6 separate regions of the Mus musculus genome follow, and all the other regions are linked to region 2. The links are chromatin contacts, called in public HiChIP or PLAC-seq and promoter capture Hi-C maps. All regions are on one chromosome and are shown on one strand. Each heading gives the region's core, a stretch centred on a gene start, on an enhancer-like site or on the middle of the called end of the contact. The rest is flanking DNA. Distances are from core to core; before and after follow the strand shown. Region 1 holds the start of Dhps (deoxyhypusine synthase). Region 2 holds the start of D830024N08Rik (a long non-coding RNA gene). Region 3 holds the start of Best2 (bestrophin 2). Region 4 holds the start of Tnpo2 (transportin 2 (importin 3, karyopherin beta 2b)). Region 5 holds the start of Ier2 (immediate early response 2). Region 6 holds the start of Gadd45gip1 (growth arrest and DNA-damage-inducible, gamma interacting protein 1).

Region 1 (4,905 bases), core at 342-2,841, 1.5 Mb before region 2:
CATTTGATGAGATCTTCTTCCACACCTCCAGCAGTGGTCACCAATACATCCACCTGTGGTCGGTCGCAGGCAACACTGACCCCCCCTTCTAAGCAGCAACCTAACCTGGGTGAGCTCATCCAGACCTAAGCATGAGCGCTACAACAAAACCAACTCCAGGCCAGGCCTCCCTCTGCCTGAAGCAGACCCACAGCCAGAAAAAGTGGCACGGTCTTGCGATCCCAGCACTCGGAAAGGAGGCTGAGGCATGAGGACTGCCGGGATGTCAAAGAACAATACTCCATCTCCTCACACCCTTTTTTTTTTTTAATCTATTTTGGGCGGTGGTGGTGCATGCCTTTAATCCCAGCACTTGGGAGGTAGAGGCAGGCAGAATTTCTGAGTTCAAGGCCAGCCTGGTCTACAGAGTGAGTTCCAGGATGGACAGCCAGGGCTATACAGAGAAACCCTGTCTCAAACAAAACAAAAACAAAAAAGACTAAAAGATGTATTTAATATATGTGAATACACTGTCCCTCTCTTCAGACACACCAGATCTGTAATGGCATCAAAAGATCCCATTACAGACGGTTCTGAGTCACCATGTGGTTGTTAAAAAGCAAACCCAAATCTTTCACAGGACCGCAAATAATCTCTGAGCCTCTTCATTTCTCTTAACTGAAAAATAACCCTTTTTTTTTTTTTCCTACTGGCCCAAGGAGGCTGGGGTTCCAGAGCTAACGTGGACCCACCATGTTGTGCTGCACGAGGTATCGAATGGTCTCCCGGATGCCTGAACTGATGAGGTTGGAAGTATAGCCCAAGAAAATGGTGCAGCCTGTAAGTGGGCGGCGGCTCTGAGTCAGGTCTGCGTGATGATCTTCATCTACAGCCAGTGGCTCCAGTTTTTTCTCAATCTGGTCATAAGGGCACAGGAAAGTTGCACTAAGACTCCAAACCTCAGTTGAGGTACCCTACCTGGCCTGGATTCCAGAGGTTGATTGCACTCAGGGAGACTACTACAAAACCAAAGCACAACCCCTGGGCAGACCCTAACCCTCCCATTCCAGGTCCAGGTCTGTCACTTGATGGTTTGAGAACCACCCAGTATCTTCAAGTCTCCTTCCACCGGGAAAATCGAACCCCGGGCTCCCCTAGCGTTAAGCTCCTCCTACAAAGCCCTTTTGGATTTTTAACTCCAAGCTCCACCCATCGCAGAACTCTAGTTTACCCGGACTCCGCCCTCTCCCGGACGCTCACGCGGAAATCCGCGCGCAGCGGCCCGGCATCCCGCCCGGGTGGCCCCGCGCCTCACCATGGCGTTGACTTGCTGCACCGCGCGCCCGAAGTTGGTAGCCTGGAAGCCGGTGGTGCGGTAGGCGTCCAGAAGCGCATGGTAATCTACGCCGCGGTTGAAGTCGTAGCCTTGGACCTGGGCGCTCTCGGGCGGCAACGCTGAGCTGTGCTTGAGCACGGCGGCCAGCGCCGAGGAGGGCGCCGCCCCTGGCGGGGTCCCTTCCATGTGCTCGCGGCCGCTCTCAGGTCTCAGCAGCCTCGGCGCCCTGAGACCCGCAAAATCCCTCAGCGAGGTCGGCCGGAGCCCAGGAAGTGCGACTCGAGAGCCTTGGGGGCGTGGGGCGACGAAACCGGAAGTCACTTGGTCTCGTGACCTTGGGCAGCGCCCGCCGTCCTGGTAGCCGCCATTTTATCCCTGTGTTCCGTACATGTGGTCCAGGAGCTGTTACTGAGCTTCAAGCATAGGGAAGTGCCTAGTTTGCAAGCTGTCTCTCTGTCCAAATATTCTTGTCCCCCATGAGCGAAGTGATTGTTTCTTGGACGGTGTCCTTGAACACGACTTAGGGCATCAGGCAAAAAAAAAAAAAAAAAAGAGTTGCAGCCTTTTGTCAAATGGAATAGTGTTTTCTTTTGATGCTTCTTCCAGTCTCCACAAACTTTGTTGCCTCCTCTTTTCCCCCTCCAGCCATAGCTCAATTTTAACTGGATCATGGGCCTCTGGGGAGGCAGGGATGACTGCCATCTATTTACCACGAGAAGCTTGCTGAGAATCTATCATGCATCCTCTTAATGATACACTGAGCCTAGGACAGGGGCACCCCTTCTTCTGGTTTGTGTAGTCTAGACTAGAAATAGTGCTCTCTGCTGGAAGCTGAGATTTAGCAATGGACAAGACCTCTGACCTCCCGGTGACCATAGTATGATGAAACAGAAAATGGTTTAGTGATTAAACCAGGCTTGGGACACACTGCAATCCAGAGGTCGAGGCAGAAGAATCTCGAGTTCCAGGCCAGGCTGAACGATAGAGAGCAGGACCCTGTCTTAACAAAAGGGACCTGTGTGGCTAGGGAAATAGATGTTAGTATGGTCCTTGCTTTTTGAAAAAGCAAGAGTGTGGATTGTATATGTGCGTTCAATTACCAGAACTCAAGGGGCTTGGGGGTTGACAATACCAGTAATTCCAGCTCTGGGGAAGCAGAGACAGGCAGATCCTTGGGATGGGGCCTGCAGAATGACTCAGTAGCCAAAGGCTTACGATAGAAGAAGAGTCTGGATTCCCATACATTCTCTTCTGACCGCCACAGCAGGCCATGCATGCACAAGGTCATAACACAGGCTTGAGGACCAGGTGAATGTCTTCTGAGAGTGACATATGAGGTTGTCCTCTGGCCTACAATCAATCAATCAATCTCTCTCTCTCTCTCTCTGAAGAGGAGGAGGAGGAGTTGGTAACCTGAGCTGAAGGAAAAGGTGATTGGTGAAAACTGCCAAGACCAGAAGACCCAGAAAATTCCTATTACATAAAGACTTCAGAGACACTATTTTTCCAACGATCCCCTTCATTTAACCAATATCTGCCATCAGTGCCCAGTACCACTACCTGGAGGGAGGTCTGCATACATCCGGGAGGGCAAAGTGACTTGAATCCATGATACTTATCACCTCCTCCTCCTCCTCTAGGGAAAAAGTTGAATGAAGGTAGCTATGGCTACTCTGACTAAGATAGTGATGGCGGGGGGGCTAGAGAGATGGCTCAGCTGTTAAGAGCACTGACTATTCTTTTTTTGGTTTTTTGAGACAGGATTTCTCTGTATAGCCCTGGCTGTCCTGGAACTCACTCTGTAGACCAGGCTGGCCTCGAGCTCAGAGATCCGCCTGCCTCTGCCTCCCAAGTGCTGGGATTAAAGGTGTGCACCACCACGCCCGGCACAGCACTGAATATTCTTAGGAAGGTCCTGAGTTCAAATCCCAGCAACCACATGGTAGCTTACAACCATCTGTAATGACATCTGACGCCCTCTACTGCTGTATCTGAAGACAGCTACAGTGTACTCATATAAATAATAAATCTTTTTTTAAAATACATATACATATAGTAATGGCTGTTATGCTCAGAGTCACCATGATCAGCAAGCAGAGGGAAGAGCAGGTAGGGACATAGCAAGAACTTGGTCTCTAGGCTGGTAAGACATGACTTATTGGGTAAAGCCTTTTGTCAGGAGGCCTGGATACCTGAGTTCAATCCCAAGGCCACCGTGGTAGAACAGGTTCTCAGAATGTTAGCCTCTGACCGGTTTCACATGCAACTACCTTACCCTCAACGCACACAATAATTTTTTTTTTTTTGAGACAGTCTCACCATGGAACTGACTGGCCTGGAATTTATTATGTAGACCTGGCAGCCTCAACTCACAGAGATCAACCTGCCTCTACCTCCTGAGGGCTGAGATAATGAATGCAATTTTAAAATAAAAAATTATGCGTTTGTTTGTTTTGGGTTTTTTTGTTTTTTTGTTTTTTTTTTTTTTTTTTTGGTTTTGGTTTTTCAAGACTGGGTTTCTCTGTGTAGCCCTGGCTGTCCTGGAACTCACTCTGTAGACCAGGCTGGCCTCGAACTCAGAAATTCACCTGCCTCTGCCTCCCGAGTGCTGGGATCTGTGCCACCACTGCCCCCAACTTAAGATAAAAATTGTAAAAGACGTTGCTGAAGCAATCCTCTTTAGAGAAATCAACACCAGCACCTTGATGTCAGATTTCCAGCCACCCAGGCAACAATTCCCAGGGTTTATACAATTCACTCTGTGGCTTTGTTGGAGCAGTTCAGCCAGGCTAATACCCTGGTAAAAGAAAGAATGAACAAATGAATGAACAGATGAACAGTGTCAGGATAACCCTTAAGGGACAAAGGGGAAGGATGATAAGCAGGCTAGGTGTGATGCGAATCCCAGGCTGGCTACTCAAGGGGATGAGTCAGTGCCATCTTAGCCCAGGAGTCAAAGTTTAGTCTAAATGATATAGCCCCTGTCTGGGTAATAATGGTGTTGATCACGTAAATAACAGGAAATTCCAAGAGGTAATCTGGTAGACTCTGCAGAGGATGAGTTTACTGTAAGAGGCCTCAAAACAAGGGGACATTCTCTTCATTTTCTTGACAGGGTCCCTGTGTGGCCCAGGCTGCTCTCTAAATCCTGGCTCCCAGCAGACAATCTTTCCAGCTCTGCTTCTGGAGTAGCTTTGCATATACATAATGCCAACCACTCCACCTCCCACCCCAGATTGCTTCTTGTTCTGTTTGACATAGAGCTTTATGTAGCCCAGGTCATCCCTCACAGTGACAGGATCACAGGTGGACACCACCATATCCAAAACAGCCAGGAATGAAGCAAGGCATAGGATAGCTGGCAAGGACCCAGTACTGTACTGGTTCAGACCAGTGGGGCTGGGCTAGGGAGAAAGGCAGGTGGCATGAGCAGGAAGAGCAGCAGGAAGCAGCCTGAGAATTTCACTTAAAGGTTGACATGAGGGTCCATGAGGCAGAGAAGGAGGTGTCTGAGGGATGAAGGCCTTCGAGATGGATGCTGGTGCTGGATGCAGGTCTGGGAGTGAACGTGGTAAGACGGACGAGACGCA
Region 2 (4,917 bases), core at 419-2,918:
CAGCTGGGGGAGAGGCTAGGATTTCAGCCCTCCCCGGCAGCTGGCCCAGTAGGGAGAGGGGCTGGTTGTATTTTAAGCTGTTGAGTGGTTCAGCAGGAACTCCATGGCCTTCCCTCCCAGTGCACACTGTGCCGCCCTCCTGTGATTCACATGGACTCTAGGGGCTCAGCAACTATTAATATAGCCCCAGCCCAGAGCCCTGCCACCTCGCCCCTTCTAGCACATTCCTCATGTGCTCCTCCCCTCTCGGTCCTCTTTAGAGGGGTCCCAGCGTATGACAGCTCAGTCTGGCACTGATTGTCCTTGTGTGGATTCAGCCATCTGCCCCAGAGTATGCTGTGTCCATGATGTAGGCTCTGGCACATATGGGCAAGCAGGCCTGGGTACCACTGCCTGGCATAGGAACCTTGCTCTGAACTCAAGCCCAGGCCCTACAGGGCAGCATCACTGTGTAGGGTTACCTCCGTGGGGGCTTCCCGACCTGTACATGCACACATACACACATGCATACACTTTCTGTGTGCCAGCACCATGTCGGCCCACCCATGCCTTCTCAAGGACCCCTAGCAGATCTGGGATCGTGCCATGGCCTCTGTTGTTGGGAGCATGTAGGTGGCAACAGTTGGCTTCTCTGGCCTGTGATGCCCCCTTCTTCTGGAAAAAAGTGGCAGATCTCCGCATAGCCCTTGGGTCTCCCCCAGCCAGCATGGGCAGTGTTGAGCATCTTCTCTGACCTGCTGGGTCCGATGGGTCAGATCCCCTGGGGCTCCTGCCTCCTTACCCTGCCCCTATGCATATTTTCTGGCCTCAGCCTGCAGGTTTCTCCTTTGGGGACTGTGGACCCCAGGGGTGCAGGCAGGGTATGTGTTGGGAGGGTATGTGTTGGGCTTTGGTAGGCTCGTCCATGGGTGAGCACATTGTGTTGGCCTGATGTGGTAGGAGCTGTGAGGAGTGAGGCGGTGGAGAGGGAGGTGGAGGGACTTGGGAACTCTGCACCAGTACCTCTGGAATTTGTCACCTCCCTGGGAACACAAATGCACAAGGGAAATAATCCAGTGTCCCTTACAGCTTAGAAGTGGAAATGGATGATCTGTCTCGGAGATTCTCCAGATAGCTGGCATTTCCCCAGGCTGGGTAACCTGTTGGCCAGGGCTGCACACCGGGGCTGGGCTTGCGGCGCCTGCCATGGCTGTGGGCCTTTTCCTTCTTCATGCCCCTGGCACTTCTGAGGGCCTGTGCCCACCCAATTAACTGCCTGTATGAGGGTAGCCCTCAGGGGAGGACTGTGGCTCCTTTGGTGGGGACTCGGGCTGAGATGGTTTTATATTTAGCCAGGCCAGGCCCTGGTGCCACTCGGGTTACATCTGGCGTTGGCGCTGGCTGAGCCTGGTCAGACACAGGCTCCCTTCCAGCACCGAGGCAGAATTTGATCATGCTGCCCGGCCCAGCTCACAGCAGCTTTGTGAGGAGAGGTCGGAGGTGGGGGCTGGCGACTGGCAGTGGGCACCACAGACTGGAAGGCAGAGCAGGAGGGCCAGCGGCTGTGGCATGGATATCAGCTTGAGCATGGCAGCCAAAGAGGCCCACCAAGGCCTCGATGGTCTTCCCATGCCCATGCCCCACAAAGCAGCCAAGAAGCATAAAAAGGCTGTCCTCTTCTTTGAGGTGGAGATTCGGGATGCAAAGACGAGGGAGAAGCTGTGCTTCCTGGACAAGGTAGGACTGCACCCCTGGGGGTGAAGTGCCAGGAGGGCTGGGTCCCTGTTCCTTACAGCTCCTGTAGGGCTATGCAGGCATCGGTGGCCCTCCCTGTCCTTCAGAAGGCATGTAAAGGGTATTGTCTTCATCTAGAGCAGCGGTTCTCAACCTGTGGGCTGAGACCCCATTGGGGTTGCCTATCAGATATCCTGCATAGCAGATATTTATATTACAATTCATATCAGCAGAATTACAGGTATGAAGTAGCAATGAAATAATGTTCTGGTTGGGGTCAGCACACCATGAGGAACTGTACTAAGGGTGGCAGCTTTAGGAAGGTTGAGAACCACTGCGCTAGAGTGAGCAGCTGGGGCCCCTCTGTGGGGCTGGAAGCTGACAGCCTGGTGTGGGAAGGGACAAGGCAGCCTTGGGAGGGCTCTGTGTCCGTAAAGGAGGTGGAGGACGGATGTACCCCGTGAAGTCAGCTAGCTTGTTCCTGACCTGCCTGTACCTGGACCCCCTCCCCCATCCTAGGCCTGGCTCCCTCCGGACTTACACCTTGTTTTCCTTTAGGTAGAGCCTCAGGCCACCATTTCTGAAATCAAGACCCTTTTCACCAAGACACGTGAGTCTCCCGACACACCTATTCCTGCTCCTGACATACGTGTCCCCCCGCTCCCGACACATCTACCCCCCACTCCTGCCTCCCCTCTGGATGTGACCTGGGCCCGCATGCCTCCGCATGCCTTTCCCTCATCGGCTTGTTGCCTCTCAGCACACTGGAACAGTGAGTGAGGCCCGGCTGACTGGGCAGGCTGCCCCTGTGTGGTCACCAGCAGGAATGCTCTTGTGCTATCTATCCAAAGGGGTAAAAAATAAAATCTGTCGCTGCCTATCCTGTGTGCCCTTGCACAGGTGGGAGGAGCTGGGGGGGGGGGGTCCTAGAGTTCTGGAAGCCTTTAGAGGCAGGCCAAGTTGGGGCGTGGGTAGGCTGAGCCTTGCCAGATTAGGTGATGCAACCCCTGACCTTCTCCTGGCAGACCCGCAGTGGTATCCTGCCCGCCAGTCCCTCCGCCTGGACCCCAGTGAGTACAGCTGTCCATCAGCCTATCCCTTGGGCTCTTGGGGTCAGGAAACCAGGGCAGTAACCAAATACTGACTTCTCTCTGTAGAGGGGAAGTCCCTGAAAGATGAAGATGTCTTACAGAAGCTTCCTGTGGGCACCACAGCCACACTCTACTTCCGGGACCTCGGGGCCCAGATCAGCTGGGTGACGGTGAGCTCTGACTCCTTCCCTGGTCTCTGCCTTCAGCTACCCTGGGGCGACTCACCTTGTCTCTGGGTACTCCCAGGTCTTCCTGACGGAGTATGCCGGGCCCCTTTTCATCTACCTGCTCTTCTACTTCCGGGTACCCTTCATTTATGGCCGCAAATACGACTTTACGTCCAGTCGGCATACGGTGGTGCAGTGAGTGGGCCCGGAGGAAGGTGGGGGTGGGAGGGAGGGTGGAGGCTGGATTGGCCCTGGCTGAGTCTGCTACCCCACTAGCCTCGCCTGCATGTGCCACTCGTTCCACTACATCAAGCGCCTGCTGGAGACTCTCTTCGTGCACCGATTCTCTCACGGAACCATGCCTTTGCGAAACATCTTCAAAGTGAGCACCCCCATTCTTCTTGTCTTGCCTGCCCCCCAGCAGCAGTGCCTGCCCCCTCCCCACCTGCTAACTCATTTGCTCTTCCAGAACTGCACCTACTATTGGGGCTTTGCTGCATGGATGGCTTATTACATCAACCACCCTCTCTACACACCCCCTAGTAAGTGGGTCCAGACAGTGCCCTTACCCTGTGTGACCCCACCACGAGGCTTCCTCTTACAGGGCTCTCCTTCCTGCTTTTTCTACAGCCTATGGAGTTCAGCAGGTTAAGCTGGCACTGGCCGTTTTTGTGGTAAAGAGGCTGGGGCAGCAACCAAGTGTGGTGAGGTGTGGCAGCTGGGTGGGGTGAGGGCTGGCTGTGGACTGACCCCTTTCTCCTTCATAGATCTGCCAGCTTGGGAACTTCTCCATCCACATGGCTCTTCGGGACCTTCGGCCTGCTGGTGAGTGGCTTGCTGGGGCTGGGGCTGGGTGAGCAGGGTGAGGAGGGGGTCTGACCTACTCTTATCCTCCATGCCAGGGTCGAAAACCAGGAAGATCCCATACCCCACCAAGAACCCCTTCACCTGGCTGTTCCTGTTGGTGTCCTGTCCCAACTACACTTATGAGGTGAGGGACTGTACTGCCTTTGTCCTCTCAGGTCTGAGGTCCTGCACATGGTGAAGTGCAGGAGTGGGCTGTGGGGAGTGAGAAAGCTTGACCTCAGTGAGGCTGTGGCCGTCCCCCGGGGCTGTGATGCTGGGCTTCCCTCTCTGTCCTCATTCTGCCTGTACTGTCCACAGGTGGGCTCCTGGATTGGCTTTGCCATCTTGACTCAGTGTGTCCCAGGTGAGTTCCTTGTCCCTGTGCGGTGCGCTGCCCTTCCAGCAAGGCAGCCTCATTCTGATACCCCATTCTGCCCACAGTGGCCCTCTTCTCCCTGGTGGGCTTCACCCAGATGACTATCTGGGCCAAGGGCAAACACCGCAGCTACCTGAAGGAGTTCCGCGACTACCCGCCCCTGCGCATGCCCATTATTCCCTTCCTGCTCTGAGCAGCTCCTCACGGCTCTGCCCAGTAATACTCTCCACCCCTCACTGCCCCTGTCCTGATGTGTGGCTGGCCATGGCTCTCCAGCAGCAACAATAAAACCTGCTTACCCAACTGACTGTGTGTTCTTTAGGGGTACAGGGACCACACCATTCCTTCCCATCCTTGAAGTAGCACAGATGAAGTTTAGGCAGGTGACCCAAAGCTTTTATTTCACTGATAGGTCCACAGGCTGGCGGGTAATCCCTACAGGGCCACCTCAGGGCCCACCTCTCCTTCTCCCTGGCCTTGGGCTACCCGTGCTTCCTTCAGTGCCCTTCGCTTCTTCCTTTGGAGCAGTCGCCGCTCACGTTCAAACTCCTTCATGCGTTTCACGTAACTGTGGGCAGAACATAGAGGGTCTCAGTGCCATAGGTTTTGTCTTGAGTCCATTCCAGCCACCTGGAAGCCCTTGCTAGGGGTGAGGCCTCCCCCAGGAATTCTGACTTGGCCCCTGTCCTAGGTGGCTCCAGCCTCTTCCCATGCCCATGTGGGT
Region 3 (4,856 bases), core at 1,859-4,358, 1.4 Mb before region 2:
CCAGCCCCAGGCTAGTTAGGAACGGATTAAGCAGGCAGTGGGCCCAACACCACCTGCTGTTTAGTTTGGGAATTAGTGGGCGCCCTAGGCAGAGGCTGGGCCTGCCAGACTGGGGATTAAGGATCTGTACACACACTCCTAGTTCCTGTCTTGGTGGGATGCTTTCAGCCACTCCTGGGGTGAGACTGATGAGGTCTGACAGGAAGGCAGAAGATGCTGGGGTCCCCTTAAGGCTGAACCTGCCTTCAGAGAAAGCTTACCATTCCTTGGCACAGACCTCCACTGTTTATTCCTGCAGCCCTTACGTTGGGGGCCTGAGCTGAGCTTAGAACCCTTGGGGAAAGCACTTAGCAGATCCGGGTCTCCAGCCCTGCTCTGCACCTGCAGACGCATTGGAGACTGGAACTAAAGCATGACTTTGGAATGTTTTCAAGTTCCAAGCCACAGCTGCTTGGTGCAAGGGGACAAAAGGGGGTGCTTGAAGACATACATGACTCAGGAAGTGTTCCTGGTACACTCAGGGTCTAGGCGTGCCAGGGAGCGAGCGCATGGAAGGGGAACCCATTCACGAGCTTAGACTTGTCCTCCCGCCGGACTCAGGGTGTGTGCAAGCCAGTATGGGCACGTTAAGGTGGCAAATGTAAACACACAGGGCAGCTATAGGGAAGGACTACAGACTACAAGCCCGTATTGCCCAGGTTCAGATACTAGCTTTTCGATTGTATGTCACCTTTTGGCTAGTAGAAATACAGGAGCCATCTCCCTTGCTGATGAAACACACGGGTTTTTTTTTTTCTTCCTCCAGCACCCTGCTCATACCTTAGTAAGAGTCATGTGCTTATTGTAGTGAAGGCATGTGAACCAGGCAACCTGCCCTCCAGCCCAGCTGGGCATCAAGAACTGTGTGAGGATGTGTGTGTGTGTGTGTGTGTGTGTGTGTGTGTGTGTGTGTGTGTGTGTGTGTGTGTGTGTGTGTGCTGGGGGAGAAGGGATGAGCTGCGGGGAGCTCAAGGACACATACTAAGGAGTCAGGATAGTTAAGAACAGCCTGTCCAGTGCCCAGGTCCTACAGCTGGCAGTGTCACCCCAGCCAGCAACCTTTGTTGCTGAAGTTTATAGGCTGCTGGGCAGCTGGACAGCGGAGATATGGGTCCAAGAGTGGCCAGCCCAAGCTGGTTCCTAATTTACCCGGGTGGGGCAGACTTCTGCCAGTCTGGGAACACTGAGTCCTAGCCAGATGGGCCTCCAGGGGTGGTGCTGCACTGGGCCATTCCCACGTCTGTTGCTCAGCAGGTAGATAGCAAGAAATGCATGGGGACTCAAGAGTATCTCTACCAGATCTACTCTCTGAGCCTCTGCCCCTCTCATACCTGTGTATCTGTAGACATCCTTGAAGTTGGAGGTAGCAGTGGGAGTGCTCTTTGGGCCAGGCTATGAGTAGCCCTCCTGTTGGTGTGTCTCTGAAGAGAAAACCTCTGCCTCAAATCAGTGTCAAATGTAGGGACAAGGATTTGTGTCCCTGGTGGTGTGTTTAGGGCATTGTTGAGTATGAGACCTAAGTATATGTCTGGGTGTTTCTGCATACAGAACATAACAGTACATAACAGAGAAAGCACTGAGAAAATGTCTCTCTATTTTAAATTTTAGACAGGGCCTAACTATGTAGCTTAGGATGTCTTTGCATACATAGCCTCCCAAATGCTTGAATTATGGGCATATGCCACCATGCCTGCCTCCATATATTAATGTACAAATGGGTGGGTGTCACTGGGGTTTTAGTTGATGAAACTGTAGTAAGGATCCCTGTTGATGCTAGGGATGTTGTCTAGGGCTTTACAAATGCTTGACAAGTCTTTTGCTGTTAAGCTACACCTATAGTCCTTGCAAATATGCCTTCACTACGTTAGCAAATGTCAGGAACCCCCAAGTTCCTCCTCTGACCCTAGGACTATCCCACTATTTTGAGAGAGGTGCTCCCACATTTATTTCTCGTGTGAGTTTGGAGGTGTCTTTGACTTCTTTTCTCTATTGGGTTTTTTAAAAAATATTTATTTCAAGCTGGGTGGTGTTGATGCACTTGAGAGGCAAAGACAGGTAGATCTCTGAGTTCATGACCAGCCTGGTCTACAGAGTGAGTTCCTGGATAGCCAGGACTACTACACAGAGAAACCCTGTCTCAAAAAAAAAAAAAAAAAAAAGTCTAGAACTGGGGTTTTAGACACTTGTAAGCAACAGTAGGGGTATAGGTACCAAATTCTGAAAGTACAGGCAGTTTGAGTTCTTAGTCACCACATGTACTTTTTCATTTCTGTCTATATGTGTCTCTGCCTGGGTTGGGATATGTGCACTTGGGTACAGGTGCCCTTGGGTCCCCTGCAGCTGGAGGTAAAGGTGGTTGTGAGCTACCAGACTGGGTGTGGGGGACAAATTCTACAGAAGCAATATACACTCAACCACTGAGCCACCTCTCCATCTGTTGGGTTTGTGGGACTCCGTCTCATTCTGTAACCCAGGGTAGCATGGAACTCATGACAGTCCTCCTGCCTTTAGCTGCCAGCATTCCTGGCTGACCTTGAAAGTCTCTGTGACAGTGTAGATTGCCACTGTGGTAAGGGAAGCAAAATGTGTGTCTGGGTCTACAATGTGATGTGCATCTTTGTGACAGCTTGAGACCACAGGAAACTGAAGGGTGACCCAGTCTTGCTGGGCTGTGGATGTGGGGTGTGTGTGTGTGTGTGTGTGTGTGAGAGAGAGAGAGAGACCTTCTCCTTCCCGCTTTTTCAGCTCTAGGTTCCAGATACCTTGGACCTTCTCCCTAGGAGGGAGGGATACAAAGAGGAGCAAAAAAGTACAAGGCAGACCACACACACACACACACACACACACACACACACACACACACACACACACACACTACCACTACCCCACCCAACCCCACCCCCCTGCCCAGGAGACAAACTGGCAGACCTTCTCCAAACAAAGTTCTGAGGCTGTAACTCAACTAAAGGGGATGGACTTGGGAGGGGCTGCCCACGCCCACTCCCCAGCTCCTTCCCAAACAGTCTGGCTTCAGCCCCACCCAATACTGAAGACACCCTCCCTTTTAGTCTCTGTCCCTTGTGTCCCTGTACGGCCACAGGTGAGAAGGGCCAGGTCTGGGAGAATAAATGGCCCTGGACTGGCAGGCTTTGGGCAGGACTCCTGGAGAGAGAGGGGCAGAGTGGAAGGCTAGGAGGGGCAGCACAAAAGGAAGAAAGGTAAAGGAGAATCTGAAGAAGGCCTGGAGGTGTCGGAGCTGGGGGATTAAATGGGCATTGGGGTAAGCTGGTTCCTTGTCAGAGGAAGGGAGGCTGCTGGACAGACTGGGGAGCCGGAGCTTTAGAGACGCCATTCAGAGCAGTTCTGAATATGAGGGGGATAGTAGTTCTGCCGGGGCAGACTGTAGTCTCAAGAGAGGACAGAGAGAAAGCCAAACTTGGGAGAGTGGGCAACAAGAGGGGGGATATTGAACCCTGAGGATTAGAAACTGAAGACTCAGGAAGTCAAAAAGATTGAGTGTTGTACAGGTGAAAGGGATAGGAGGGTGTGTGGGAGGAAGGTCAAAAAGTGACTAGATTCATCCAAAGGTTTAGGAGTGAGGGACCTAAGATAAAGTCCAAGGGGCTTGGACCATCAGTCTAGAGAAGGAAGGCAGAGCAAGACTGGGAGATGGGAACTCGAGAAAGGGCCAGGACCCGGGAAAAGGGGGGGGGCGTTTGGGGGTTGGGGTAGGGTGGTACCAGGACGGGAGTGAGGACCGCCCTAGGGCAACGAGGTGCTAGGGTGCTGAGACATTGGATATCATCACCTGCTGCGCTGTCGCCCGCACCTCCACCTTCAACTGAAAGCCCCAGGATCAGCCCCTCCCAGCATCTTCCCTTGGCTCACAGGCCCGGACCCAGGCTAAAACCTTCTCCATTGGCCACACTGGCCAGGCGCAGCGATGACCGTCACCTACACAGCCAGAGTGGCGAATGCCCGCTTCGGTGGCTTCTCGCAGCTGCTGCTGCTGTGGCGCGGAAGCATCTACAAGCTCCTGTGGCGAGAGCTGTTATGTTTCCTGGGACTCTACATGGCACTAAGCGCCGCCTATCGGTGAGAAGACCTGGAGTTGGGGCTGGGGATCTGAGCCCTGCGGAAGGGACTGGGAGTGGAGGGGAGACCTGTAGCTACTGCATTCCCTACCCCACAGCTTCTTACTGGCAGAAGAGCAGAAGCGCTACTTCGAGAAGCTTGTCATATACTGCGACCAGTACGCCAGCCTCATCCCCGTCTCTTTCGTACTTGGTGAGGTTGGGCCCCCTGAGAATCTTATTCCTACGTAAGGGAGAAATCTGTTTTCCATCCATGCTTCTTGGAGACCCCCATTCCTACCCCTCTAAGACTCAAATCTAACCTCCAAAGCTGGGTGTGGTGGCGCACGCCTTTAATCCCAGCACTTGGGAGGCAGAGGCAGGAGGATTTCTGAGTTCGAGGCCAGCCTGGTCTACAGAGTGAGTTCCAGGACAGCCAGGGTTACACAGAGAAACCCTGTCTCGTGGTGGGGGGTGGGGAATCTAACCTCCAGAGCTTCCCACTTCCAAATCCACACCTGAAAGATGACCATATGACCCTACATCCTGAGACATTTTTTATGATGTCCTCTAAGGTGCCCCTTGGGAGCATCACCTCACCCACAGACATCACAAGTTGTATCTGCGTCAGGTTACTATCCTCCACACACACACCCATTCTGAGCACCCTCCCCCCAGGAAATAGATATTATTCCATTCAAATCCAGCCTGGCCCCTAGCCCTACAGAAAGCTCACATCCCTTG
Region 4 (4,538 bases), core at 1,700-4,199, 1.5 Mb before region 2:
AAGAAAGAAAGAAAAAGAAAAAGAAAAGAACAAGAAAAACCAGCCAAGGGGTCTCAAGTGGTAAAATATGCATCTAGCATGTGTGAGACCAGACCACTGAGTCTCCAGTGCCATTAAGAGAAAACTAAAGCTGGGCATGGTGGCACACGCCTTTAATCCCAGCACTTGGGAGGCAGAGGCAGGAGGATTTCTGAGTTCAAGGCCAGCCTGGTCTACAAAGTGAGTTCCAGGACAGAAACCCTGTCTCAAAGAGAGAAAGAAAGAAAGAGAGAGAGAGAGAGAGAGAGAGAGAGAGAGAGAGAGAGAGAGAAAACACAAGTGAATGGCTGAGTTTCAGGAGCAGGACTTTGGGGTGCAGCTCAAGAATAAAGCAAGTGGCTAGCATGCTCTAGGCTTGTATGTTCCAGTCTCAGCCCTGCAGGAAAAGGTGATGGACTAGTCCCATTTTCAAGTGAAATTTGATACTGCTTCAAACATTCAATTTTTTTATTTGAGAAAGTTTTCATAAGACCAGGTTACTCCTAAACTCCGAGATTCACTAGCTTCTGCCTCCTGAACGCTGTGATTAAAGGTGGATGCTGTCATGACCATATATCATTTAAAATTCTGATCTTACTCTAATTTGCTTCTCTGTTGCTGTGATAAAACACTAAGGGTTTGTTTTAGCTCATCATTGGGAAGTCCCAAGGTAGGAACTCCAGGAATATAACTGAAGAAGAAACCTCTGCATAAAGCTGCTTACTGGTTCCTTCCCCGACTCACATCCACCAACCTTTCTTATACAGACCAGCATCAATTATTATCAAGAAAATTTCCCACAGCCATGCCCACAGGCCAATCTGATTGAGATAATTTTTCAACTGAAGGCCCCTCTTCATAGGTGTATCAAATTAATAACAAAACTAATCTATATCTATCTACATATATATGTATATGATATAAAGAGCTCTTAGGAAAAAAGTTTTCAACTTCAAAAACACTCATGTTGCAACTCCAACGTCCCTACCTATCTACCCTCATTCTGACAAGGCATACCACTAAAATCTGCGATGGCTGGACTTCTTAACCCTGGGTCCTTGCTGAGGCATTTTCCCTGTTTAAGCCTCCAGGTTCCCGTCTGTTAAAGGAAAGTTACCAACACTCAACAGTTACAGGATTAAGTACTCAGTGAACATCAGACATGCCCATCATTTTCTCCACTCCAGAAATGGAACCAAAGACCTAAACCTTTAATTCATGTTCTCTCTCAGCAGAAAAAGTCTGGGAATCAAGAAGTAGTCCCTCCCTCTCTGGCCTTCACGAGGTGCAGACATCGGCACTGTTCCGTGAGCCCCGGAAGGAAAGAAGGATACATCCTGCACAATGCGCTGAGTAGCTGTGTTGGGCGACTGCGAGTCTTTGAGAAGCTGCAAGACCTGCTGCAGGCCCTGCTCGTCTGGCTGCCAGTCCATGGCGCAAGGCGAACTGCAGGGGTAGGAGCCTGGATCAGCGCTGGGTCGCTGGAGTTCTGTGTGAGACCCAAGTTGAGTCCCCGAGGCAGAGGCGGCTGCATGCAGACGCAAGCGCTCTCCGCCGAGAAGCGGAGGCCTCCAATCCGCGCCTGTCCAAGTGCGGGGTCCCCGCCAGCTAAGCCATCCTCGGCCACGCAGTCGCGGGCTCGGGAGTGCGAGTGGGGGGAATATAAAAGCGGGCCATCAGGACCAGCGGCGGGGGCGCGACGGATCCACATCGAGCCTAACGAGGAACCCTCTTTCCAAAGCGATCCACGCCACCGCCGCCCCCGGTTACGGGCCTCACGGCTTCCGCCTCCCTCCAGGGCGAGGGGCCCCGCCCCAGCGGTCTTTCAGGTGAAGGCTCAGTCCACGAGGATTCCCTTCCCCAAAATCCAGCCTTCCAGCTCCACTAGATGCCAGCCGCCTCCTAGATTTCTGAGCTCCTCTAGGTCCCTAAGCGCCCAGATCTTGCTCATCCCTGCTCCCTCTTCTAAACCGGCTCTACAAGCTCAGTAGACGCCACATGGCCCCCTTTCTGACCTAGACGCGGCCCTGTGACCCTCCTTAACCAGAATACAAGCAATACCCGATAGGTTTCCAATGTCTCTTTGAATGAGAGCCAGTCAGAATCACCCAACCCACGACCAAAGCCCCCAATGCCCGCTGCCTGCCCCCAATCAGATCTGGCCAAGCTTCTCTAGCTCTTACCCTCCGCCCCAGTCAGCAGGAATTAATGCTGACGGACCTCTGGCAGCTCCCCCAATCAAATTCCCCTAAGCCCCCTCCCACCCCCTCACCCCCGATCACTTCACGTCGGAGACCCCATCCGTCCAATCCCTGCAGCTTCCCTTACAGAGTCCCGCACAAACACCCGCCCGGTGCGCTACCCTCAACGGATCCCACCACCGCCTCGCAGCCAGACTCAGCAAAGCCCTCTGGTCTCAAGTCTGACGCCCCTCCCTATTAGGACTAAACAACCTTCCCCTCTCAACTTTCAAGGCTGTCTCCCCCGAATCAGACCCAACCAAGCCCCGCCGAAACAGATCCCCACACACACCCGATCCACGCGACGTCCCCCGACGATTCCCCCAATCAGCGCCCCTCCAGCCCGACCCCAGCCGCCCCACTGGCCCGCATCTCGTGGCACCCGAACCTGCCCGGGCGCCGAGGCCCCACCCCTTGAGATCAGATCAGCTCCCCCTCCCCCGCCCGGCCCGTTCTGCCGGCCTCGAGAGCTGGCCCAACCCGGTACCCCGCCTCTCAGCCGGGCGCGACCCCGACGCCTGGGCGGCGCGCGGCGCAGGCCCAGAACCCAGGGAGGTTCGAGGCGAGCTGAAGCCAAGGGGCCCCGGCCGAGCGAGGCCCACCTACCAGGCCCCGGGAGGCAGCGGCGGCGCCTAAGTGCTGCAGCTTCTCCAGAGGCTCGCGCGGAAGGAGGGAGCCAGAGGCAGGGAATTAAAAAAAAAAAAAAAAAAAAAAAATTAAACGCGGCCGAAATGAACAATTTCGGCTTCCGTACGCCGTTCAAACTGGCCTACCAAAGCCAATCGGAGAGCGAAGCACTCACACGTGATCTGGCACAGAGTGGCCCTGGCCAAGTTGAGTCACGTGAGAGAATAAGTACCGCCTCTAGGCCTCTCTTGCCATTAGGTCCTCCCAGCGTCTCGTTTCCTTTTCCTTACTGCAGCTTTCTTCTTTCTTCTTTAACGTATATTGGTATTTTTGTCTGAACCATGTGCGCGCAGTGCCGTGGGGATCAGAAGATTGCATTGGATGCCTGTGAAGCTGGTGGTGGTGAGCCATGTGGATGCTGAAATCAAACCTGGGTCCTCTACGAGAGCCCACAGTACTCTTAACTGGCCCCAGCCCCACTGAGTTGCAGATTTTGCTGGAGCTAGAAATTTAGTAGTGCATGGGTGTTTTCGGTGTGTAATGGACCTAGGAATCCTTCAACTACAGCTAACCGTGTCCTTACTACAACTCCCTAAAATTTAAACTGTTCCGCAGTCCGGCGTGCCTCAGAACTGGATTGGGAGGGAGGGAGGGCAGGGATAGGGAATAAGGCAACAGTAGACCCCTCTGGTGCCAGGAAAGCTACATCACAAAACCCTTTGATCAAAAATAAGTTAAAATGAAGCCGGGCAGTGGCGGCGCACCCCTTTAACCCCAGCACTCCCTGATCTATGGAACTGGTTCCAGGACAGCCAAGGCTACACAGAGAAACTGGGGGAGGGGGTTAAAATGTAACTTTCTCTTTCGCTCCCCTAAACAGCACTACACCGACGTAAAGAGCAGGGCAGGCAGCTGGCGGTGCTGGATTTTACTAGAGCAACTGTCCTGTTATTGTTCAATGCTGTTTAAACACTTTTTACATGGGACTGAAAAATAACACGTGGCCATTTTTTGTTCTGTTTTTCGTGACAGGGTTTCTCTGTGTAGCTCTGGCTGTCCTGGAACTCAATCTGTAGTCCAGGCTGTCCTCGAACTGAGAATCCGCCAGCCTCTGCCTCCCAAGTGCTGGGATTCAAGGCATGCGCCACCGGATTTATGTTTGTTTTGCCTGCATTTATGTCTGCATCACGTTTCTGACGAGACAGTCAGGTGTTGAATCTCCTGGAACTAGAGCTACAAGACAGTTGTGAGCTGCCATATACGATTGCTGGCACTCAAAACCAGGGTCCTGTAGCAAAGCAACAAGTGCACTTAATCGCTGAGTCATCTTATTCAGCCCCTGGCAATAACTTCTAAAATAAAACAAGGCAGCTAAATTCGATCAGAAGACCTAATCCCTTAACCTACCTTAAAAGTGAGATGAGGATTGCCCAGAGCAATTTAGGCAAGAGCCAGGTCATGAATGCTTCTGCCGTTTGAATTCAGTAGTTTTTCCTTTTCAGCCGTACACCATTATAGAATTGGAGACCCTGGTGCTTTCTTCTACCCCCTTCCCGTCTCCATCCCCTCCTAGTCCTACCGCCGATAAGGGATTCACTCTTCAGCCGCACCTCTATCTCAGTGGATATAGCATAATTTGCTCCGTTAGAGATG
Region 5 (4,832 bases), core at 1,946-4,445, 1.1 Mb before region 2:
TAACACAAGCTAAATGTGGTATGGCATGATTTAATCCCAGCGCGGAAGAGGCAGAGGCAGGTGAATCTCTTATTCCAGTCCAGCCAGGTTACAGTGAAACCCTGTCTCAGAAACAAACACACCTGTACCCAGCTTCACAAGATACCCTAATCTCCCAATATATCCTATTCGGACTTCACCTGTACTGTTTCCCACATGCTCTCTGTGAACACCTTTCTGTGAAACATCAGGTCCCCAATAGGGGGCTTGAATTTGCCTGGATTGCCTTCCACTATGCCATGTGCTGAGTCAAGAATCAAGGCCAGAGACGTACAAACTTCCCCCAGCGTGCACATTCCTCCAGACTTCAACACTTCTAAGTTGAACAGCTTCTTTAAAGGGCTGGCTCCCACAACCCCTTACCGTGGCCACAGGCTCTGCCTTGCCACCTCTCTAAAGCTCCAGGATATAGTCGTTTCTTCCAAGTCGCAGAGGTCCCAATGATGCTACTCAGGCTATTCCGCAGCTCAGTCGAGCTCTTTCCGACCACTACAGAGTCTCCCTGCAGGGGCTCGCACCAGCGCTGGCGCAGCCCACAGACCATATTCACAGCTTTCTGCACTTCACTGCTGGAGCACGACTCCAGGCAGAGGTCCCAAACCAACCGAGATCCAGACATCCCAACAAATACCCTTTCACTCCATTACAGGGAGACCCACGCACTGGGTGGCCTACACCTTGGCACTGACTAGCTACGAGACGGCTCCCTTCCACCCCTTCCCCGACACCGTCACTCACCCTCGGACTACAAAGGATCCTAGAGAGACACATCATCATCCCCTCCTCCCCGCAGCTCGAACCCCCAACCAGCAGGAGCAGACTAACTTGTTCCCTAGCAGAAAGCGATACATGGTGCCACCTTCGCGCCAGGGATGCCACCATCGAGAGCCCGACCGCCAAAAAAGAAAGAGCGGCGCTAGAGGGCCAAAGCGTGTGGACTTCCGCCTGCACCTCGGCCATCTTGGTTGTGGGCATACACATACTGGCAGCCTACTACAAAACTGGGTCGGACCTCAACTGTGGAACCTCAGTTTCCTTTTTAGCCAATGTCAATAATCTTGCTTTTGTGTAACTCTTATGGGATGACAGCGGGATACGGAATACATTAATTAGCTAGCTCAGCGGTTGTAGCTGAGCACGGTGGCTCACGCTTTTAATCCTAGCACTAGGGAGGCAGAGGCCAGCCTTGTCTACAAAATGAGTCCTAGGACAGCTAGAGCTACATAGTGAGACCCTGTCTCAAAACAAACAAAATATGATTGCTGTTCTCAGAGAACACAGGTTCGATTCCCAGCGCCCACATAACTGACCCAATGTCCGGAGATCCGATGCCCTCCTCTGGCACAGGCATGCAAGCAGGTAAAATACAAAAAGAAAAAAAGGAGAAAAGAAGGAGAAAGAAAGAAAAAACACTCAGAAGCAGTGCAGGACAGCTGAAACTATAAAGGTGATATCTTGTTTCAAAAAAAAAAAATTAATAAAAGGCCAGCAAGGTGGCTCAGCAGGTAAAGGGACGTGCCGCCAACACTGAGTACACGGGTAGTTTCCCCAGGAAGACGGGAAGAAAGAACAGCCCAAGAACTGAGTACTTTGTCCTCTACATATGTGAGTGCAGGAGGGTTTCGAAGATGTTTTTCCGTAACTCCACAGGGTGCGAATCTCACTCCACCCGGACTCATCCCGCATGACGGTGCCGCAGCGTGTGAGAGCATGAGAGAAGGAAACATCGAGTTCTCTCCGGGACGCCGTGCAGACTGTCCAAAGAACTGTAGCACCAAACAGACTCGAACGACCCGAGACAACACTTAGTTAGGCTCCTGAGGGCTGGATTGGAGGGGCGTGCTCGCCGATGGAAGGGGCCCCGCCCCGGAAGCCCTCTCCTCGGGCTAAGACCGGCTGCCCTTGTTCTTATATGGGCATCCGGAAGTGGTTCGCGGCGCCAACCTACGTCATTACATCCAAATTTAGCCAGGGAAGTCGGCCGGCTGCAGTGGCGGGAAGTCTGCCCGCTGGCAGGGGGTGTTTCTTAAAGGGCCTGCACAGCAAATGAAAGGGGTTATTTGAATTTTTCTCCCTTCTGCAACTAGAAGCAAGTTTTTCTTGGGAAGTGATGCAAAGTGGAACCGACTTCTTTTTTTCTTTTCTTTGTTACTGTGTGTGTGTGTGTGTGTGTGTGTGTGTGTGTGTGTGTGTGTGTGTGTGTGTGTGTGTGTGTGTGTGAGACATCGTATAGAAGTCTGTTCTCTTGTACGGCGTGGGACCGGTGGGACCGGGAATCGAACTGAGTTCGTTAGGCTTGGCAACAAGTGGCTCCACCCACTGTGCCATCTCGACCCAGATATCTGTCTTTCTTGGAGTAATTCCGTTCACGAGGGCATGAAGGCAGAAAACTGCTCTATTGACAAGGGAAGATCGCAGGCCCTATGGACATTGGGACTTCCATGCCACTGGGTTGCGGAAAACTGGGAGATCTTTAACGCTGAAAGTAAAGAGCAGTCGTGAGGTGGTGGATATCTGTGGTTACGGGGTACAGTGTCCGTGCCCACTTTCCACCCATGTCCAGAAAGGTGGAGATAGAAGGGCTGCAGGCTTTAGTTGATCCTTTCGCCATAGTATAATCATATAATCATTCGTTTAGTAAATATTGGTCAGGTGGCTGCCTATTTCTCACCTGGAAAACTGTATCTTCTATGGAGTGGAGGTGAGAGATCAGAGACATTGAATAAAAAGAGAAAGTTCAACACTGTAGTAACTGGCGTGTAGTAACTGCTTAATAAGTAGCAGCGTTTTTACTGTTCAAAAAATATTAATTAGCAGGCTGGTAGGCAAGATGAACGGTGCCCTCGGGGAATGTACCCCGGTCCCGGGTTTTCCCCACTGCAGTCAGATTACCGCCCACTATCCGTCTCGTTGGTGGGCCTCATCCTCTGGCCCGTTGGTGACTCTGAGAACCCAGAACCTAGTGTCTTAAGGTGCAGTGGGGAAGTTCTTCCTTGCAGTAGTTAAGTCCTTTTTCCTTCGAGGCGTAAATTTATCCCTATTGCTTTAAGGACTCGCTAGCCACTGTGGAAAGCCCGGATGAGGCCCTCTGGTTGGGCGTGGTGTTGCAGTGACGTCACTCTCAGTATATTAAAAGGCTCCGGCTTGCTGCCCTCGCCCGAACGTCTAGCAGAGTACCTGCTGCTGTAAGCTTGTCGTCTGGGCTGCACCGCCCGTCTTAACCCATTCTCGACTTAACTACTCTCGTCGAACAAGCATGGAAGTACAGAAAGAAGCGCAGCGCATCATGACTCTGTCGGTATGGAAGATGTACCACTCTCGCATGCAGCGAGGTGGCTTGCGACTCCACCGGAGTCTGCAGCTGTCCCTCGTTATGCGCAGCGCTCGAGAGGTCTACCTCTCAGCCAAGGTAGAAGCCCACCAGCCCGAGTTCCCGCCATCCCGCAGGGCTCTTGACCCTCGCCTGCACCCGCCGCGGGAAGCCGAAGTTGCAGTGGAAGTAGCGTCCCCCGAAGCCGTGCAGCCTCCGGAGCCCATGGATACGCAAGAGGAAGTGCTGCGAGTCCAGGAGACCCCTGCGCTCTGTGACCCGCCCCCCGCTAGAGTCAGCCGCAAGCGCCGGAGCAGCAGCGATTTGAGCGACGGTAGTGATGCCGGACTGGTACCAAGCAAGAAGGCCCGTCTAGAAGAGGTGGAGGGGGAGGCGACGTCGGAGGTTCCCGATCGCCTGCAGCTTCCTCCGGCACAAAGCGAAGGTGCCTTCCCTAACCTCGCCCGCGTCCTCCAAAGGCGCTTCTCCAGTCTCCTGAACTGTGGACCCGCCGTGCCCCCGCCGACGCCCCCCACGTGCGAGGCCAAGCCAGCCTGCCGCCCGGCCGACAATATGCTCAACGTGCTGGTGCGAGCTGTGGTGGCCTTCTGAGAGCTCTGGTGGCTTCTTTCGAGCGGCGCCACCGGAGCGGAGAACGCACACCCGAGGCGAAGGCCGGCGGGGGCCGTGAAGAAGAGCCGCGGCCCGAGCTGCCGAGAGGCCAGGGGAAGGACTGAGGAGCGAGGGGCGCGGGCGCCTTCTCCCAGACGTGCGTCCATAGGTGCTATTAAAGGACTGTCCCTTCCTTGGCTTGGAGAAGGGACACCTAGATCTTGAATCTCAGGGTCGAACTCTCTAGGGGCCAGGCTGCCCTTTCAAGGCCGTTTCACTACCATTCGCGTTTCGGCCCCTACAAGTGGGCACGCTTGTGCAAGCGGTCAGAGTTGCGTCATGGGACAGACGCGGGTGCTTCCTGTTGCCTTGCGTGGGTGTGGGGCCTGGGAGGAGGCCAGGGTGTGGACCCGCCCTAGGGACTGGGAAGTGACTTGAGTCACCTCGCCCCCACAGGCTGCTGTGGGTGAGCCTGAACTGAACCAATCAAATCTGCGATCAGAGTTGAAGTGGCTGGAGACCCCGGGACTGGTCAACCTAGATGATCGCCTGGCGTGGACCACCGCGGGACGGGTGGGCCGCTGGTCGTAGTTGCTGCCGTAGACACAGCTTCTTCGGGCAGGAAAGAAAATTTTTTTTTTACCAGCGTGTTTAAGAAAGTCTGTTTACTTTTCCCACGGTGGGTTGTTTAATTAGCAACTACCTGGAGTTTTACAATGTCAGCTAGGAAAATAAAGACCATCGGTGTAAAACGCGCGGCTTGTCTGGCTTGCTTCCCTGGTGGGGGAGGGGTGGGGTTAAGGGGTCAGCCGCTCCCTAAGCCTCCGGAACTGGTTTGACTGGGTGCGGAGCCAGAGGGAGGCCGGGCCCC
Region 6 (4,925 bases), core at 492-2,991, 1.3 Mb before region 2:
GTCATGGATGTCCTCAGTGATTCCACATGCTTGTACGCCAGGTCCAAATTCAGGGACAGGGACAACTTTTTTTCCAGTCCTGTGAATCTGTAGGTACACTGATAAGATTAGGATAGTAAAACTGAAAGAACAAGTTTTATCAGCTAGGGTGGGACAGAAAGGGGGACCAGCTCCATCCTTCAATGCCAGCATGACTCTAGATATCTGACTTGACTTCTTCAGGCCTCAGTTTCATCTGTAAAAAGGGTCATCTTGTCCTTTTAACATTGTGAGGATAAGGTTAAATACCAGCAACACATTTCACCAGCCCTGAACCCTGCACCAGAAGGGGCGATCCAAATGTCTGGTTTGCCTCCATTTTCTCCTCAAATCTGATCACATGTGCCTTCTTTTCTGACTTCTACCCCAGACTTCAGAGTCCATCACTGCTCTCAGGTCCCACTACCTAGCTACGGTGGCCACACAAGACAGGGTCTCACTACATAGACTAGGCTGGCTGGCCTCAAAACTCGGTGATCTAACCTGCCTGTCTCCAGAAGGCTGGGATTAAAGGTGTGCTCCACCAAGACCAGATTATTTGTGATAAAAGGTTTCACCTGGGCTGTTCTCTAATTGAGAATCATCATTCCCACTTCTCAACCTCAGGGCCTTTGCAACAGTTGCTCCCTCTACTGGGAACTCATGCCTTGAGATTTTTCCAGTAACAGTATCTGGTTATATGGGGATTTGCTTAAACATCACAAGAGCTAGCATGCACTTTTAACTGTGTTTGTCTTCCTTGGGGGGGGGGGGTTCCTCAGTCATCATCCGAATCCTCTGTCTGCTTTGTTCCCTGGTGTGTGGGTCCTTATATCCTTGCAGAGTAACTAGGGAAGTATATAGAGTTGAGGCTGGGACTGGTACAGGCCTGTAATAGCAGATATTCAGAAGGTAAAGACAGATGGATCCTAGATTCGAGGCCAGCCTGGGCAATAAAATGAGTTCTGGTTAATTGAGTCCTTGCTATTTAGAATAAAAGGGCAGGCTACTGATAAAGGAAGAGGACAAGTAAAAACAAACATTAAAACTGCAGTTGAGGCCGGGGGTGGTGGTGCACGCCTTTAATCCCAGCACTTGGGAGGCAGAGGCAGGCGGATTTCTGAGTTCGAGACCAGAGTGAGTTCCAGGATAGCCAGGGCTACACAGAAGAACCCTGTCTCGAAAAACCAAAAGAAAAAAAAAAAAACAAAAAACCAAAAACTGCAGTTGAATGACTACAAGGATGTCTGCTTTGCAGCAAAGTTAACATGTAATGTTTAAGCCCACGCCACAAGGGATCCGCGTGCCTACTACGGATGATTCCTGGTTTCGGGGCCCTGGGGTACGTGCCCCATCACACCCACCTGGCTTGGCGCCTTGCCTCCAAGGCCTGCTGCTGCAAGCGCAGCGACTCTTGCATGGTCGCTAAGCTCGGGTACCATTCTTGCTCCTCGGCCTCCAACTCGCGCAGCTGCTCTGGGGTGGGCCACAGGGAGGCCGGGGGCACCCCGGAGATGGCGCCATGTCGTCCGAACTGCTTGGCCACATAGCGGGGCGTTAGCTGCCATCGCGGGGTCAGCAGGTTCTCCGGGTCTGGCGAGTGGGGCCCGGGACGGCGGCGCGGGGGCGGGGGCGCACGGTAGCTGCGGGACCTGGGACCCAGAGCCACAGAGAGCCGCAGGAGATAGCCACTCCGCATTGCGAGCGCCGCCATCTTGGCTGTGGGTCCTCGCGGCAGCGGGGCTGGCTACGGCGCTGCCTGCGCGGCGGAAACACCGGGGGCCTCCGGCCGGGGAGCGGAGGAGCGCCGCGCTGCTTTAGTCCGTACGGCGCAGGTGAACGTTTAATGCGGGTGGGGCGGGGGGAGCAATTGTTTGTTAAGAGAATATTGTATGGCTGGTGGCTTACCTCTTTAATTCCAGCAATCAGGAGGCAGAGGCAGGAGGATCTCTATGAGTTCCAGGGCTGCCAAGACTACGTGTATCAAAAAAGAAAAAAAGAAAGGATTTCTGCAGTTTATTTATTGGGGGACGAAAGTGTTGAAGTGTTGGTGATTAAGTGGAGGTCAGAGGACAGCTTGGGGAAGTCGGTTTTCTCCTTCCACCAAGCAAGAGTTGTGGGAATAGAACTAAAATCATCTTGCCTGGTGGCAAATGCCTTTACCCTCCGAGCCTTCTTCCCGGCCATCATTTGGGATTTTGAAATAGGATATCATCCTGTAGCCAGGTCATCTTGGAACTTCTTGGCATAATTCAGGATGGCATCGATTTCTAAATCAGTCTCGCCTGTGCTAGGATGACCGGTAATGAGCCTGTTTAAAATAAGACTTAAAAGTGGCGTGCGTTGGCCGGGCGGTAGGGGCGCATGCCTTTAATTTCATAACTTGGAGGTAGAGACAGGCGGATCTTTGTGAGTTCAAGGTCAGCCTGGTGTACAGAGTGACTTCCAGAACAGCCAGGGCTGTTAAACAGAGAAACAACAACAACAAAAAGAAGAAAAGAAAAAAACTGGTGTGCCAGTATTATTTAAATTACTGTATTTGACATTTTGATTTTTAATTTTGAAATATTAATGCTTTAAATATGTCTGCTTTATTGTATATTTTATTTCCCTTCACATCTGTGCTTTTAAATTTCTCTAATATATTAAATATTTCTACTTTAATATTTAGGCTTATGTTACCTTTTAAATCTTTAAAAAGATTTAGTGTGTGTGTGTGTGCGCCTCATGTGTGGGTGCCAGTGGAAGCCAATGGAACCCTCTCAGACTGGCCTTACAAGCAATTGTCAAGGGACTTGAATACAAGAAACCAAATTCTTCAAGTCTTCTGGAAGACAGGAAATATTTTAAACTTTTCAGCCATTTCTCCAGCTCCATGGATTCTAACTTGTTTGGTCGTGTGTGTTTGTGTGTGTGTGTTGGTGTTGTTTGGTTTTTTTGAGTCTTGTTATGTAGTGCCAGCTGGCTGGCCTGGAATTCACTGTGGAACTTACAGGGTTCTGCCTCTGCCTTCCCAGTGCTGAAATTAAAGATCTGAGACCATCATGTGCAGTTTACCTTTTTTTTTTTTTTTTTTTTTTTTTTTTTTTTTGGTTTTTCGAGACAGTGTTTTTCTGTGTAGCCCTGGCTGTCTTGGAACTCACTTTGTAGACCAGGCTGGCCTCGAACTCAGAAATCTGTCTGCCTCTGCCTCCCAAGTGCTGGGATTAAAGGCGTGCGCCACCACTGCCTTCCCTTTTATCTTAAGCATTTATGATCCACTTTATGGCATTTGGTTATGTGACTCAGTTGATGGTATGCTTGCCTAGTAGGCATAGAGCCCTGAGTTTCATCTCCTGCATGGCATAAACTAAACATGGTAGTGCATATCTATAATCCTGACACTGGAGAGATGGAGGCAAGAGGATCAGAATTTCATGGTGGCACCTTTAATCCCAGGACTCAGGAGGTGGAGGTAGAGGATCTCTATAAATTGGAAGCTAATCTAGTCTACAGAGCTAGTTCTAGGACAGTCAGTGTGATACAAAGAAATCCTGTCTCAACCAAAATAAAATGGAGAGAGAGAGACAGAGAGAGCCCGTGCGAGAGAACTCAGGGTAGGGGCTGCATAGCTCTGTACTTCTCATCTTTCCCTTCCATTTTGCTGAGATGGTCTATGTATCCAGCCTAGGTGTGAGCTCCCGTTCCTATCTCTGTCTCTGAGTTGCTACCATTACAGGCAGTCTTCACTGCAGCCAGCAAGATCTTCCTGAGGAGTGAGGTTCTTTGTTGTGTTGCTTTTGGGATTTTGAGATAGGCTCATGTATCTCAGATTGGTTTCAGGTTTGCTCTGTATCCAGGCTGGTCTTAAACTCTTGGTCATCTTGCCTCTACCTTTCAAGTGCTTGGAGTAGAACCATTAATACCATGCCTGCTTTAAATTTTATTTCAAACACTTTGAATACTTTTATTCTTTTAAATTTGGATCTAAAAATACTTGACAGTTTGTGTATTTGTGTGAATGTATGCCGTGTGTTCAGGTATCTACTGAGCCCAGAAGAGAGTGCCCAGTCCCCATGGAACTGGAGTTACAGGCAGTTGTGATGGACTTGATGCTGCTGGGAGCTGAACTCAGACCTCTGGAAGAGCTGGAGACACTCTTAAGCTTTGCGGTGCACATGGATTGAGTTAATTGTCACCAGGGAACCTTTTCCAAATTGTGCTGTCCTTAAATATGTGTGAAATAAACTGTCCAGTGTCAGACTCTCGAAGTTTGAGCCATAGGGGCTGGAGAGATGGCTCAGCGGTTAAGAGCACTGACTGGTCTTCCGAAGGTCCTGAGTTCAAATCCCAGCACCACATGGTGGCTCACAACCATCTGTAATGGGATCTGATGCCCTCTTCTGGTGTGCCTTAAGACAGCTACAGTGGGCCGGGCGGTGGTGGCGCACGCCTTTAATCCCAGCACTTGGGAGGCAGAGGCAGGTGGATTTCTGAGTTCGAGGCCAGCCTGGTCTACAAAGTGAGTTCTGGACAGCCAGGGCTACACAGGGAAACCCTGTCTCGAAAAACAAACAAACAAACAAACAAACAAGACAGCTACAGTGTATATTTACATATAAATAAATAAATAAATCTCTTTTTCTTTTTTTTTTTTTTAAAGAAAGTTTAAAAAAAAAAAAAGAAACTGCCAGGCGTGGTGCCGCACGCCTTTAATTCCAGCACTCGGGAAGCAGAGGCAGGCGGATTTCTGAGTTCAAGGCCAGCCTGGTCTACAAAGTGAGGTCCAGGACAGCCAGGGCTATTCAGAGAAACCCTGTCTCGAAAAACAAAAAAAACAAAACAACAAAAAAAAAGAAACTTGAGCCAACCTTGGCCAGTGGGTGCTGTTGAACCAGACTTTGTTTTTGCCTCACCCTGGTGTTTAC

What was found. Promoter capture Hi-C pulls out the DNA fragments that hold promoters and counts their contacts. HiChIP or PLAC-seq counts read pairs in DNA pulled down with a chosen protein or histone mark. Capture Hi-C pulls out chosen DNA fragments and counts their contacts.
Region 1: a promoter capture Hi-C map of pre-B cells shows a contact between it and region 2, with 5 times the contacts expected there. The contact joins the promoter of Dhps here to the promoter of D830024N08Rik in region 2. A contact is called at or near these places in 2 of 39 promoter capture datasets (hippocampal neurons and pre-B cells), 1 of 115 datasets of contacts at active chromatin or transcription factors (microglia) and 2 of 9 other capture datasets (adipose tissue and liver).
Region 3: a promoter capture Hi-C map of hippocampal neurons shows a contact between it and region 2, with 4 times the contacts expected there. The contact joins the promoter of Best2 here to the promoter of D830024N08Rik in region 2. A contact is called at or near these places in 3 of 39 promoter capture datasets (hippocampal neurons, liver and pre-B cells) and 1 of 484 Hi-C or Micro-C datasets (B cells).
Region 4: a contact with region 2 is called in a promoter capture Hi-C map of pre-B cells, with 5 times the contacts expected there. The contact joins the promoter of Tnpo2 here to the promoter of D830024N08Rik in region 2. A contact is called at or near these places in 3 of 39 promoter capture datasets (hippocampal neurons, liver and pre-B cells), 1 of 484 Hi-C or Micro-C datasets (B cells) and 1 of 9 other capture datasets (liver).
Region 5: a contact with region 2 is called in an H3K27ac HiChIP or PLAC-seq map of double positive thymocytes, with 5 times the contacts expected there. The contact joins the promoter of Ier2 here to the promoter of D830024N08Rik in region 2. A contact is called at or near these places in 1 of 39 promoter capture datasets (pre-B cells), 1 of 484 Hi-C or Micro-C datasets (B cells) and 1 of 115 datasets of contacts at active chromatin or transcription factors (double positive thymocytes).
Region 6: a promoter capture Hi-C map of liver shows a contact between it and region 2. The contact joins the promoter of Gadd45gip1 here to the promoter of D830024N08Rik in region 2. A contact is called at or near these places in 1 of 39 promoter capture datasets (pre-B cells) and 2 of 9 other capture datasets (adipose tissue and liver).

What each region holds. Positions count from the first base shown.
Region 1 is chr8:85,068,443-85,073,347 of GRCm38.p6, reverse strand. It overlaps Dhps (deoxyhypusine synthase), which reads right to left and starts at 1,591. Exons shown (of 9, transcript NM_001039514.1): 1 at 1,295-1,591; 2 at 732-896; 3 at 1-53. The coding sequence starts at 1,501.
Region 2 is chr8:83,571,277-83,576,193 of GRCm38.p6, reverse strand. D830024N08Rik (a long non-coding RNA gene) reads right to left here and starts at 1,668. Exons shown (of 3, transcript XR_003947410.1): 1 at 1-1,668. It overlaps Tecr (trans-2,3-enoyl-CoA reductase), which reads left to right. Exons shown (of 13, transcript NM_134118.5): 2 at 1,666-1,716; 3 at 2,272-2,323; 4 at 2,739-2,783; 5 at 2,871-2,974; 6 at 3,051-3,166; 7 at 3,248-3,353; 8 at 3,441-3,513; 9 at 3,602-3,645; 10 at 3,739-3,796; 11 at 3,874-3,962; 12 at 4,136-4,181; 13 at 4,259-4,496. The coding sequence ends at 4,386. It overlaps Ndufb7 (NADH:ubiquinone oxidoreductase subunit B7), which reads right to left. Exons shown (of 3, transcript NM_025843.3): 3 at 4,571-4,761. The coding sequence ends at 4,629.
Region 3 is chr8:85,012,660-85,017,515 of GRCm38.p6, reverse strand. Best2 (bestrophin 2) reads left to right here and starts at 3,108. Exons shown (of 10, transcript NM_001130194.1): 1 at 3,108-3,139; 2 at 3,930-4,134; 3 at 4,232-4,326. The coding sequence starts at 3,983.
Region 4 is chr8:85,035,304-85,039,841 of GRCm38.p6, reverse strand. It overlaps Tnpo2 (transportin 2 (importin 3, karyopherin beta 2b)), which reads right to left and starts at 2,949. Exons shown (of 25, transcript NM_001364032.1): 1 at 2,865-2,949; 2 at 1,353-1,507. The coding sequence starts at 1,451.
Region 5 is chr8:84,661,215-84,666,046 of GRCm38.p6, reverse strand. Ier2 (immediate early response 2) reads left to right here and starts at 3,195. Exons shown (of 1, transcript NM_010499.4): 1 at 3,195-4,716. The coding sequence starts at 3,296. The coding sequence ends at 3,961.
Region 6 is chr8:84,829,098-84,834,022 of GRCm38.p6, reverse strand. It overlaps Gadd45gip1 (growth arrest and DNA-damage-inducible, gamma interacting protein 1), which reads right to left and starts at 1,741. Exons shown (of 2, transcript NM_183358.4): 1 at 1,383-1,741. The coding sequence starts at 1,732. It also overlaps a transcript of Dand5 not described here.